Regions from separate parts of the Mus musculus genome. Here region 2 is linked to region 1. Evidence: chromatin contacts called from public Hi-C data. All regions are on one chromosome and are shown on one strand. The core of a region is the stretch at or near the end of the contact, and the rest is flanking DNA. Distances in the headings are between cores, read along the strand shown. Region 1 overlaps Lpin2 (lipin 2). Region 2 overlaps Myom1 (myomesin 1).

The links. A called contact is a pair of places that touch in the nucleus more often than the background predicts.
Region 2: a Hi-C map of bone marrow-derived macrophages shows a contact between it and region 1, with 41 read pairs. The contact joins two enhancer-like sites. A contact is called at or near these places in 2 of 15 datasets of contacts at CTCF or cohesin (the NIH/3T3 cell line and large pre-B cells), 17 of 484 Hi-C or Micro-C datasets (the AML12 cell line, B cells, CD8 T cells and 9 more), 14 of 115 datasets of contacts at active chromatin or transcription factors (CD8 T cells, the HPC-7 cell line, bone marrow-derived dendritic cells and 9 more) and 6 of 9 other capture datasets (adipose tissue, bone marrow-derived macrophages, embryonic stem cells and 3 more).

Annotation. Positions count from the first base shown.
Region 1 is chr17:71,212,114-71,216,962 of GRCm38.p6, forward strand. It overlaps Lpin2 (lipin 2), which reads left to right. Exons shown (of 20, transcript NM_001357791.1): 2 at 2,851-3,051. The coding sequence starts at 2,860. Among named protein-coding and RNA genes, the nearest start is that of Lpin2, 31 kb to the left of the region's middle. Within about 2 kb of position 2,953, at least 76 of the 459 cell types and tissues checked have an H3K27ac peak or open chromatin away from gene starts, as enhancers often do. A contact at or near this core is called in adipose tissue, bone marrow-derived macrophages and microglia, where this site is marked.
Region 2 is chr17:71,080,795-71,085,764 of GRCm38.p6, forward strand. Myom1 (myomesin 1) reads left to right here. Exons shown (of 37, transcript NM_001083934.1): 17 at 1-101; 18 at 3,444-3,640. Among named protein-coding and RNA genes, the nearest start is that of Myom1, 64 kb to the left of the region's middle. Within about 2 kb of position 1,302, at least 19 of the 459 cell types and tissues checked have an H3K27ac peak or open chromatin away from gene starts, as enhancers often do. A contact at or near this core is called in adipose tissue, bone marrow-derived macrophages and microglia, where this site is marked.

The DNA of each region.
Region 1 (4,849 bases), core at 1,703-4,202:
GTGGGAAGATAAAATGGTAGAGCAGCTCTGGAAAGTAGTCTGACTGCTCCGAAACAGCCACGCCTGTAGTGGTTTACAACGGACAAGCTGCACTCAGTTGTACACACACAGTGTGTGGATACTTAAAATTGTGCCTTTATCTGTAATAGCCAGAAACTGCAGTTACTTGTTCTTCAACAAGAGGTTTATTTTGGGGGGAGGGTTGTTTTGTTTTCTTTTTAATGGTAAGTCTATACCATGAAATACTGTGCAGCAATAAAATAGAATGAGTTCATTAATACAGCCATCTGGATCAGTCTCCAGAGAATTATGAGGGAAAGAAGGCAGTCCTAAAAGGCTACATTCTTCATGGTGCTGTGTGTATGACTTCCTTTCTAAATGGCAGACATTTCAGAAATAGAAAACATATTAATGTTGCCAGGGACTGGGGAGGAGAAGGCAAGAGAAAAATGTGTGTGACTGTATGGGGCAACAGGATTGTTGTGCTGATGGTGGAATTTCGGGTTTTCACAATCCCACCCCCATCCTAGACTGGGTTTCTCTGTGTAGCCCTGGCTGTCCTAGAACTCACTTTGTAGGCCATGCTGGCTACAAACTTAGAGATCCACCTGCCTCTGCTTCCCAAGCGCTGGGATTAAAGGCGTGCGTTAACGCTGCCTGGCGTGTTCCGTCATTACCTGCGATTGTTGGTGTCCTTGTTATGATATTTTGCTTGTGCATCCCAATTAACACCAAGTAAAAGACACTCAGTTGAGTGGACGCTCAGTAGAGGATTTGGGGCAGCCATATTCTTTCTTGGAGCTCTGAAGGTCTACACTGATCTCACAGCAGTTTACTGTTGTTTATTTGCTGTATTAGAGGTAGGATCTCATGCAGCCCAGGCCGCTTCTGAACTCTGGATCCAGAAATGTTAATCTTTAAAAACATAATGAGCCAGGAATAGTGGTGCTCAGGAGGCAGAGGCAAGTGGGTCTCTGTGAGTCCAGGCCGGTAGCGTCCTCATAGTGAATTCCAGGCCTGCTGGGGCTACATAGTAAGACCATTTCAAAAAGAAAAAATACAATGAGATTATCCATGAGTGATCTGATGGAATAGTATTTCTGCTGCACATAGTACAGTAATGACTCTTAGCTGTTTATTGGTTTTAGCTTGTTTATTGGTAGTTCATTTGATAGTTCTTTCCTTATTCAAGAAATAATTATTGTCAAATATAGTAGCACACACCTGTAATCCCAACACTTTAGAGACTAAAGTTGTCTTAAGTTCTAGGCCATCTTGACTACAAAGAGACCCTGGAGAGAAAGGTTGGTCAGGAGTGGTGGCACCTTTAATCTCAGCATCCAGGAGGCAGGGGTGGGCAGATCCCTCTGTGCTCAGAAGCAACCTAGTCTATGTCTTGAGTTTCAGGCCAGCCAGGACTGTACAGTGAGACTCTATCTCAAAAAAATTTTTTTTTCAAAAATTAAGTATTTGATGTGTGCTTAATCTGGCCTTGCTATCAAAATAAAAGCAACCATCCTCATCCTAAAACCAAAGCCACCTGTTTATAATTGTTTCATGGCTATAACATATTTTCTTTATAATTATGACATCCTCCACCTTAGGAGATCGTAGTAAATGTAGCTGCTTGTGTACATTGCACAAAGCAAGCTCTTTGGAATGTGCAGTTGGAAACCTTGGAATACCCAGGGGAATAATCAGGATTATATGCTTCAGGCTACTCAACAGCTAGACTGTGGTTACAGTCATCTCTGTATAGACTGTTGAGTGGAGTCTGTCTTGCCTTAGGCACTGACTGTCTCTGGCCAGTAGGCTGAGTTATGTGCTGATGGGACCTGGCAGGTCCACTTCATTTTTTTTAGGGGATCAGCACTTTGTCCCTGTTCCACCTAGGACTTACCTGACAACACAGAATGTCTCTCTAGAACTTTGCAAATATGGAATCTTGAGCTTAGGGCAACCAGAGCTGGTTTAGAGAGGCCACTCTGCGCAGTTAATAGTTTGGACTCATTACTCCTAGAGTCCAATAAAAATTGACTTCTGCATTAGCCTAAAGCTGGAGGTTTTTCTGATCCTACATCCAGGGGATGGACTCTCTGTGGATTTGGCTTTAACGTAACATAAAGGTGTCTGCTGAGTGATGGTGTGTTCACCCGCTGGAGGGAGAGCTGACAGCCTGAGGACTAATGGGTTTGTTTTGGTGTGGGTTGGGTTTTTCAGTGGATGAGTCAGGGTAAGGGGTGAAGCCAGATTTAGATGTACCCTCTCTCTTTTGAATTGCAGAGCTCTGGTGATCTTGATTTGAGTAGTGAGTTGAAGTTGAGAAACCAAAACCCCTTTTGTGCTCTGAACATTGTGGGACACAAACGTTATGTCCCATTATGCCATGTTGAGGTTCTGAAGTCATGGTACGTGTGTTAGTCTTGGCGCAGCTTACCACAGCTCGCTTGACGCAGCATGTACCTGATGTATCTGAACCAGAAGATCTCGGTTCTCAGTTGTATCCCTTGTCTCTCTGCAAAGATAAATCCCAAGCTTCCCCTGGAGGTGACAGTCCTCCTGTCCTTGCCTCCTGTGGTCAGAGTGGACATAGTACTGCAGGTCCTGAGCGGTTGGTGGAGGGAGATGAAGACAGTTGGCCCCACCCTGGGGTGTGGAAGGAAACAGAACTTCCACAGCCTCCAACCCCACTTAGAGGCACTGCCAGTCTGAGACATATGTGTGATGTAGCTGGGGCAGCAGGAGAGCAATGGGCTCTGGACAGCAGAGCAGAGTGTATGTTTAATCAAACTCTTTATGTCGTTGCTGTTAGTTGTCAAAGTTAGTGCTGACATCGTTTTCTTTTCTCAGTCTCAAACCATGAATTATGTGGGCCAGCTGGCTGGGCAGGTGCTCGTCACTGTGAAGGAACTCTACAAGGGCATTAACCAAGCCACGTTGTCTGGATGCATCGATGTGGTCGTGGTGAGGCAGCAGGATGGCTCCTACCAGTGCTCGCCTTTTCACGTACGCTTCGGGAAGCTGGGTGTCCTGAGGTCCAAGGAGAAAGTGGTGAGTGCACAGGTCACCATGGTGACCGGCCCCTTCCTCTTACTCTTTTTTTTTTTTTTAAACTTGCATGCTATTGAAGACCATGGTAAGAAACCAACTTTATAGGTACTGCTTTTGAATTGGCTTCTAAATTCAAAAGACTCTCTTATAGAAAGTTTCTCCAAATGAAAAAGAAACTGAAATCATGAAGAGACTCAGAACAAAACTGGAGATAATTACAAATGAGGAAGTTGGGCTTATTTTGAAAAAGAAATTTTGCTTTATTTAATATAGCACTTTAAAATAGTGTAGGGCCAGCAAGATGATTCAGTGGTAAAGGCTCTCTCCATCAGTCCTGAGACCCACAGGGTGCAACAAGAGAACACACTCAGAAGTCATCCAGTGACTTGACCCGTGTACCCTGTGGCTCATGTACATGCTTTAAATCCTCAGTTTAAAAAAAAAAAAAGGCTCTCTAAAAATAAAATAATGCAGTCTGGAGATACAGCTTAGTCAGCAAAACATTTGCATACCATGCACCAAGCCTGTGCAGGCACTGAGGAGGTAGAGACAGAAGGACAGGAGCATTCTCAGCTCAGCCACATAGCAGAGGTGCACGAGGCCAGCCTGAGACACAGGAGAGCCTGTTGATTGATTGATTGATACATACACACAAACATATATGATAATATTGTTGTACTGATTATGAGTAGGTAGACTAAGCTCATGTAATCAAGTGTAGATTATATTTATTTAAAAGAAATAAACACCCCAATTGAATGTTTGTATTTTTCCTCTTTTGCATTTAATGGGGGGCAGTGTTTGGATGTTTTTAAATTATCATTTCCCTCAAGTATTGGGCAATAAGAAGGTTTTTGAATTGTGTGTATGGTAGGTTTTAAAACAGAGTTAATGATAAAACTTTGTAGAGCATGTATTTGGCAACTTTTCACTTCCACATTGTCTTCCACATGGTGATAATAATGTCAGCAACTCTTACTAAGATTTCGGAGCACTTTGCCACTGGGTAGCACAGTGGAAGGGTGGGTGCCGAAGGACCAACATGCACAAGTTAAAGAGGTTTTTGCTGGTGTTTTTTTGGATATACATCTCCCTCTACTTAGGCTTTGGGTTTTTGAAACTGAAAGAAAGTGGGTTTCCAAAACTAGACTTTATTTTTCAAAGAGAAACCATCTCTTTGGGTGTTATAAAATCATTTCCCACTGGATTTTTCAGACTAGCCTTTGCTTGATCCCATTAGAAAGCAGAAGCAGCTACAGTGTTACTTCTTGGCCTGGCAGCTTCTACTCTAGGGCAGGGTTGTCTAGCCATAGTTAGTGCTTTCTGTGTTTGTTTCCTTTGTGGTTTTTGTAGTGACACTATTAGTACTTTCATATTAGAGCTGTTTCTCCATAGATGTTCAAGGATCTGTTTGTAAAATTTCTTTTGGGGGTCTTCTCAGAAGTTTCTCCCACCATACCATACCCGCCCCCCACCGTTCTCTGGAACCAGGTTTCTAATTGATAGGTTGACTCAGGCTTTTGGCCTTTGAGTGGAGCTGCAGCAGATGTGTGCAGGCATTTGTCCTCTGTGTAAGTGAGAAGCTGAGCAGATGTGTGTATTCTCTGTGCACTTTGTAATTAGAGATGTAATTTCTTTACCAGGTTACACGGGTGGTTTTATTAACCATTAACTGTTAAATACCTTGTCAGACATCCCACCCCTACCCCAAGTACTTTTAGGATCATAATACACAGGGCCCAAGAAAAGAAAAAATTTCTTCTTTCCTGTTCCCTTCCTTCATATCCCAGAATCTAGG
Region 2 (4,970 bases), core at 52-2,551, 130 kb before region 1:
GACTGCTCAGAGCTATATTTTCCGGGTCAGAGCAGTGAATGCAGCTGGACTTAGCGAATATTCACAGGATTCGGAAGCTATTGAAGTCAAAGCTGCTATCGGTAAGTTCCTTTTATGCAGTTTGGTCAAGGAAAATACTGAAGTTTTCTAACTTTCCATCATTTCCATAAACAGTTTAAAGTTTCTAATGTCACTCCATGATTCCATCATTAAACGGTCATTTTCTTCGACTCCATCTGACACTAACCTTCCATAGCTGACCTTTTACAGATCTCCATCACTTACCAGTGTCTACATCTGTAGTATTTCCATCTTCACATCCCAGTCTCCTCAGGCATTCCCCAGTGTATGAAATTCCATCCTAACATCATGTTCATCCTGGGACCTGGCAGGCCGCCCTGCATCCATGAAGTGGTACATCACTGTAACTTGTATCGAACTGTATCTAAAAGCCATTTCACCTGCAACAGAGCTTGGCTTCTTCCTAACAGCATATTACCATGTCGCTGAGATTCATGCAAGACACATGTGGTTGCTTAAGCACATATTTCATCTCTATTTGCAAACTAACCAACAGAGTAACACCATTAAAAGGTAATTATATGTATATATGTGTTGTACCTACCAATCTTGGATAGAGTGGGTAAGGGATCCGGCTAGTTCAGAAAAACAGAAAGAAAATGTGCACTAAGCTAACATAGTAACAGAAGTGTTTGCTCGAGTATGGATCGCAGTCATAGAGCACATAGTTATGATGTACAAAGCACCAGTGTCACTGAAAAAGAGGTTCGGTGGCTGTGATGGTTCACACTATAATCCCAGCGACTAGGGTAGCTGAGGCAGGAGAGTTATGTACTCAAGACCCTAGGCTACATAGCAAGATACTGTCTCAAAATGTAGAGCAACAGATACAATAACAACGAGATTTAATACCAGGTTTTTTCCTTGGGCCTTACTGTAAGGTGTACAGTAGCATACATATTGTTTTATGGGTTGGAAGGTACAACATTCCTGTTGCACTAACAGTCATGATTTATATAACTGTTATACAGTTCGTGTCTTTAATTTGGTGTCTGTGCACTTTGTGGTCCTTTCTCTGTTCTGTTGAATATTAGAACATCTATCTCCCAAGAGATGTCCGAGATTTGCTTTTTCCCGTATAAGCTAAAAACCCTTTGGGTTCTGCAAATAGAAATGGTTCCCGTTCTGTCTGTGATTTGTTTCTGTTCTTATTTCTTCTTCTTCCAAACTATGGGGAAGTTGAAGTGTGCTCTCTGGTGCAAACTGTTAAACCAAGATTGGTTTTCGCTCTGCTTGCAGTCCTAAATGTCAATGTTTTGTTTTGCTCCAAAAGTGACGTGTACAGGGTCTGGCTCATGTCGTTTCTGTTGTTGTCTGGTGACTGTAGGGGGAGGAGTGTCTCCAGATGTGTGGCCTCAACTGAGTGATACGCCTGGTGGACTAACAGACTCCAGGGGGGGCATGAATGGAGCCTCCCCACCAACCTCTCAGAAAGATGCTTTGCTCGGTAGCAACCCTAATAAGCCCTCACCACCCAGTAGCCCTTCCAGCCGGGGCCAGAAAGAAGTAAGTACAGTGAGTGAGTCAGTTCAGGAGCCGCTCAGCTCGCCGCCCCAGGAAGCAGCTCCCGAGGAGGAGCAAAGTCAATCCGAGCCCCCGAAAAAGAAGAAAGATCCAGTAGGTGAGAACTACCAAGTCCAGCTCTCCATCCATCTGTCTCCATCACTGCCTTCACCTCTCATTGTCCGATCACACACCGCTTCCTCTGTGTTCATGCCCCATGCTGCTTCTGGATTTGATGTTTCTGTCAGTCATTCAACACGATTTGACCTGATAACGCTATCAGAGTCACCTTGTGGGGTTCGCATTTATGCATTATTTCTTGGGCTTAGAAATGACAAAATGTTTACAGAACCTTTTTGGATGAAGGGGAGCGAGTCGGGAAGATACTGTACACCCTCGGCATGAAGGTAGGGAGGACTTGATGATCAACCAGGTCGCGTGGTAGCTCTTTGACATGTTCATGCTCAGGACACGCACAGGAAAATATTTCACGATCAAGTTGACAGTGTGTCAAGGACAGAGTTACTAATTTCTATTTTTCAACCTCAGGCTTTTAAGCAACTCTTCATATTTCATTTAAGTCACTAGTTCTTGGCAGCTGTGAAAAGCTTGGTATAGTATTATAGTCATGGAGAGCTACATCCCATAATACTCCTCCCCAGAAGGGACTCATGGGAGATTGTTAGCTAATCATGAGCTGGGTGGGTTCTTTGGGTTAGTGTGTTCTAGGAGACAATATATCACATAAAATATATAATATATAATAATATATCACATAAGAGCACTGATAAAATTTAAATTTAAAGTGTCTCCTGTCCATTCCCAATCTCTACCTCATCTCATCTTTCATAATTTCTCTTCTTTCTTGTTTTTAACCCTTATTTTTGTCCTTAAATAAGAATAAGTGGGATAGTCTTCATAAGTGCTCTGAAATAGGACACACACACACACTGACACACACACAATGACTTTATTCCAAAGGTCTTCTTTGTTCCCTAAAGTTGCTTTGAATAGGAATGGAATAATTTATGTAACTCTTATAATTCAAACAAATACTTGAAAGCATTGTGCTGTGCCATACATCTAGAAGGACTTCTTGTCACCGCACCCTTCTTTCATCATTGAAAACTATCACTTCAGTGGCCCGATATAAAGGGGACCAGCAAAGTCATGTAAATATACAAGGAGTTTGAAATATACTTCAGATATTTTTTCCTACCTGGGCACTAGCAAATGCAGCCATAGCTACCTAGCCTTCTGTGGAGTTTCAAAGCACAGGAGTTAAAAATACTGTGACAAACATGTATCTACCAAGAGAAAGACATATGGCAAATGGTGCCGTGTGCTGTAAAAAAAAAAAAAAAAAATTAAAGGTATATTTAACAAGAGCTCCATGATATTTTCTTGGCTGGAGTATACACCGTTTGTCAGGATGAGTGTATTTGAATACAAACTGTTTGGAACTGTATGGAGATGATAAATAAGCAAGCTGAGATAGAAACAGACATATGTACAAATTCTGTTGCCATCAGAGGCCAAATAAAAACAAACCTCAAGACAACAAAAGTGTAGGTTCCTGAGGGGAATATTTTGCCTTATGAGGAAAAGAACACTTGTGGAGGACATGCCATTTTGCCAGACAGATTTAAAAAAAAATTATAGTTTGATAATTTCAATATACTTCTCAGTGTCTATTTTTTTCCCTTGTATGCCAAGCCAGGTGCCAAGTTTCAGACCCACTTCCCATTTTCATTGCGTCCTATGTCTAGCAACCTCTTCCATGGTGCCAGGCGAGGATGGTGAATGCATTCAGACTCAGAAATGCCTCTCTTACTCATGAGCTCTCCGTCTTACGACAGCCGTGCCATCTGCGCCCTATGACATCACTTGTCTTGAAAGTTTTCGGGACTCCATGGTTCTTGGATGGAAGCAGCCAGATACGACCGGAGGGGCAGAGATTACAGGCTATTATGTGAACTATCGTGAGGTGGTTGGTGAGGTACCAGGAAAATGGAGGGAAGCTAACATCAAGGCCGTCAGCGATGCAGCGTACAAGGTAAGCAGGCACGTCCCTCTGTGGCCAGATTAAATCAGTCAGCTTTAAGAGGAGTTTGAGTCGTAACAGCTGAGGTGAATCAACCAGCCAGAGATCAGAAGGGTGAGCTTACACAGCAGTAAGTCTCAAAGGCTGAAAACCTTCTAGGCCTACAAAGTTACGGTTGCAGTTTTTAGCTACATCAAGCATTATAGCAATAATGTCACACGTGTATGCTAATACACATAGGCACTGGTTTCTAGGCAACTAGCCTTGTTGAGTTAGAGCCTAGGCTTCAGTCTTCCTATTTTCTGCACAGCTCTCTACTCCTTCCTGAAGTGTGTGTATCCTTGGCCTGCCTGCATCCTTGCCCACATTTGGCTATTAAAACATTCTCAGTTTGGATAATTTGAGTGTCAAATGAGTTCTAGGGTCTTCTCCTGTACACAAGCTCTGGTTTTATATACTCTTCTCTAGTATGCCCGTTCCTCCCGTACACACACTCTGTTTTTATCTACTCTTCTCTAGTATGCCCATCCAAAGTCTTGCTCATTTTCCTCATGGTTTTCCTCCTGACGTGCAGCAACCTTTAGTGTTGTTAACACAGTCGATGAACACGTGGCTCTTAGCAGAAAGGTCTCCCTTATGCCAGGGTCACAGAGATTCTGCACTTGGTTATGTTCTAGAAGCCTTGCAGATTTTCATATTTCAGTTGCTAATTCACCTTTGCAATTTGAATGTGTTGTGAGCTGATGGTCAGAATTGATTTCCCCTAATGGAGGCACAGCCGGCCAGAAGCACCTAGTGAGACTCCTCTCTTCCCATGATCCCTCTCGCTCAAGTCTATCCTGGGCTCTGTCCTCTGCATTGGTCAGTTTGTCCATCTCTGCATCATAGTTTCATAGCAAGTGACCCACTCTCCCGTTTCCTTGGTCTTTCAGGGTTACTCTTAGCTCTTTGCCCTTGGGTATAAATTACGGAATTAGGTATCTACTAAGTTCCACCAAAAACAAAAAAACAACCAGCCAAAAAAAAAACAAAAACAAAAACAAAAACAAAACAAAACAAAAAAACCAACCAACCAACCAAACAAACAAACAAAAAAACCCAAGACAAAGTATGAGGAAAAGTAATATGTTAAACTGAAACCTGTTAGAATTCTGATGGAAGGTGAATAGAATTTATCTGTATGTTGAGGAGTAATTACATATTAAATATATTGATTCTTCTAACCATTGAGCATTAGTAATTTTCTCCATTTGTTTTTGGTTTTGTGAGGGAGCATACTTGCGGAGGTCAAAGTACAATTCACAGAAATTAAAAAAAAATACGAGTAACATATACTGATTTT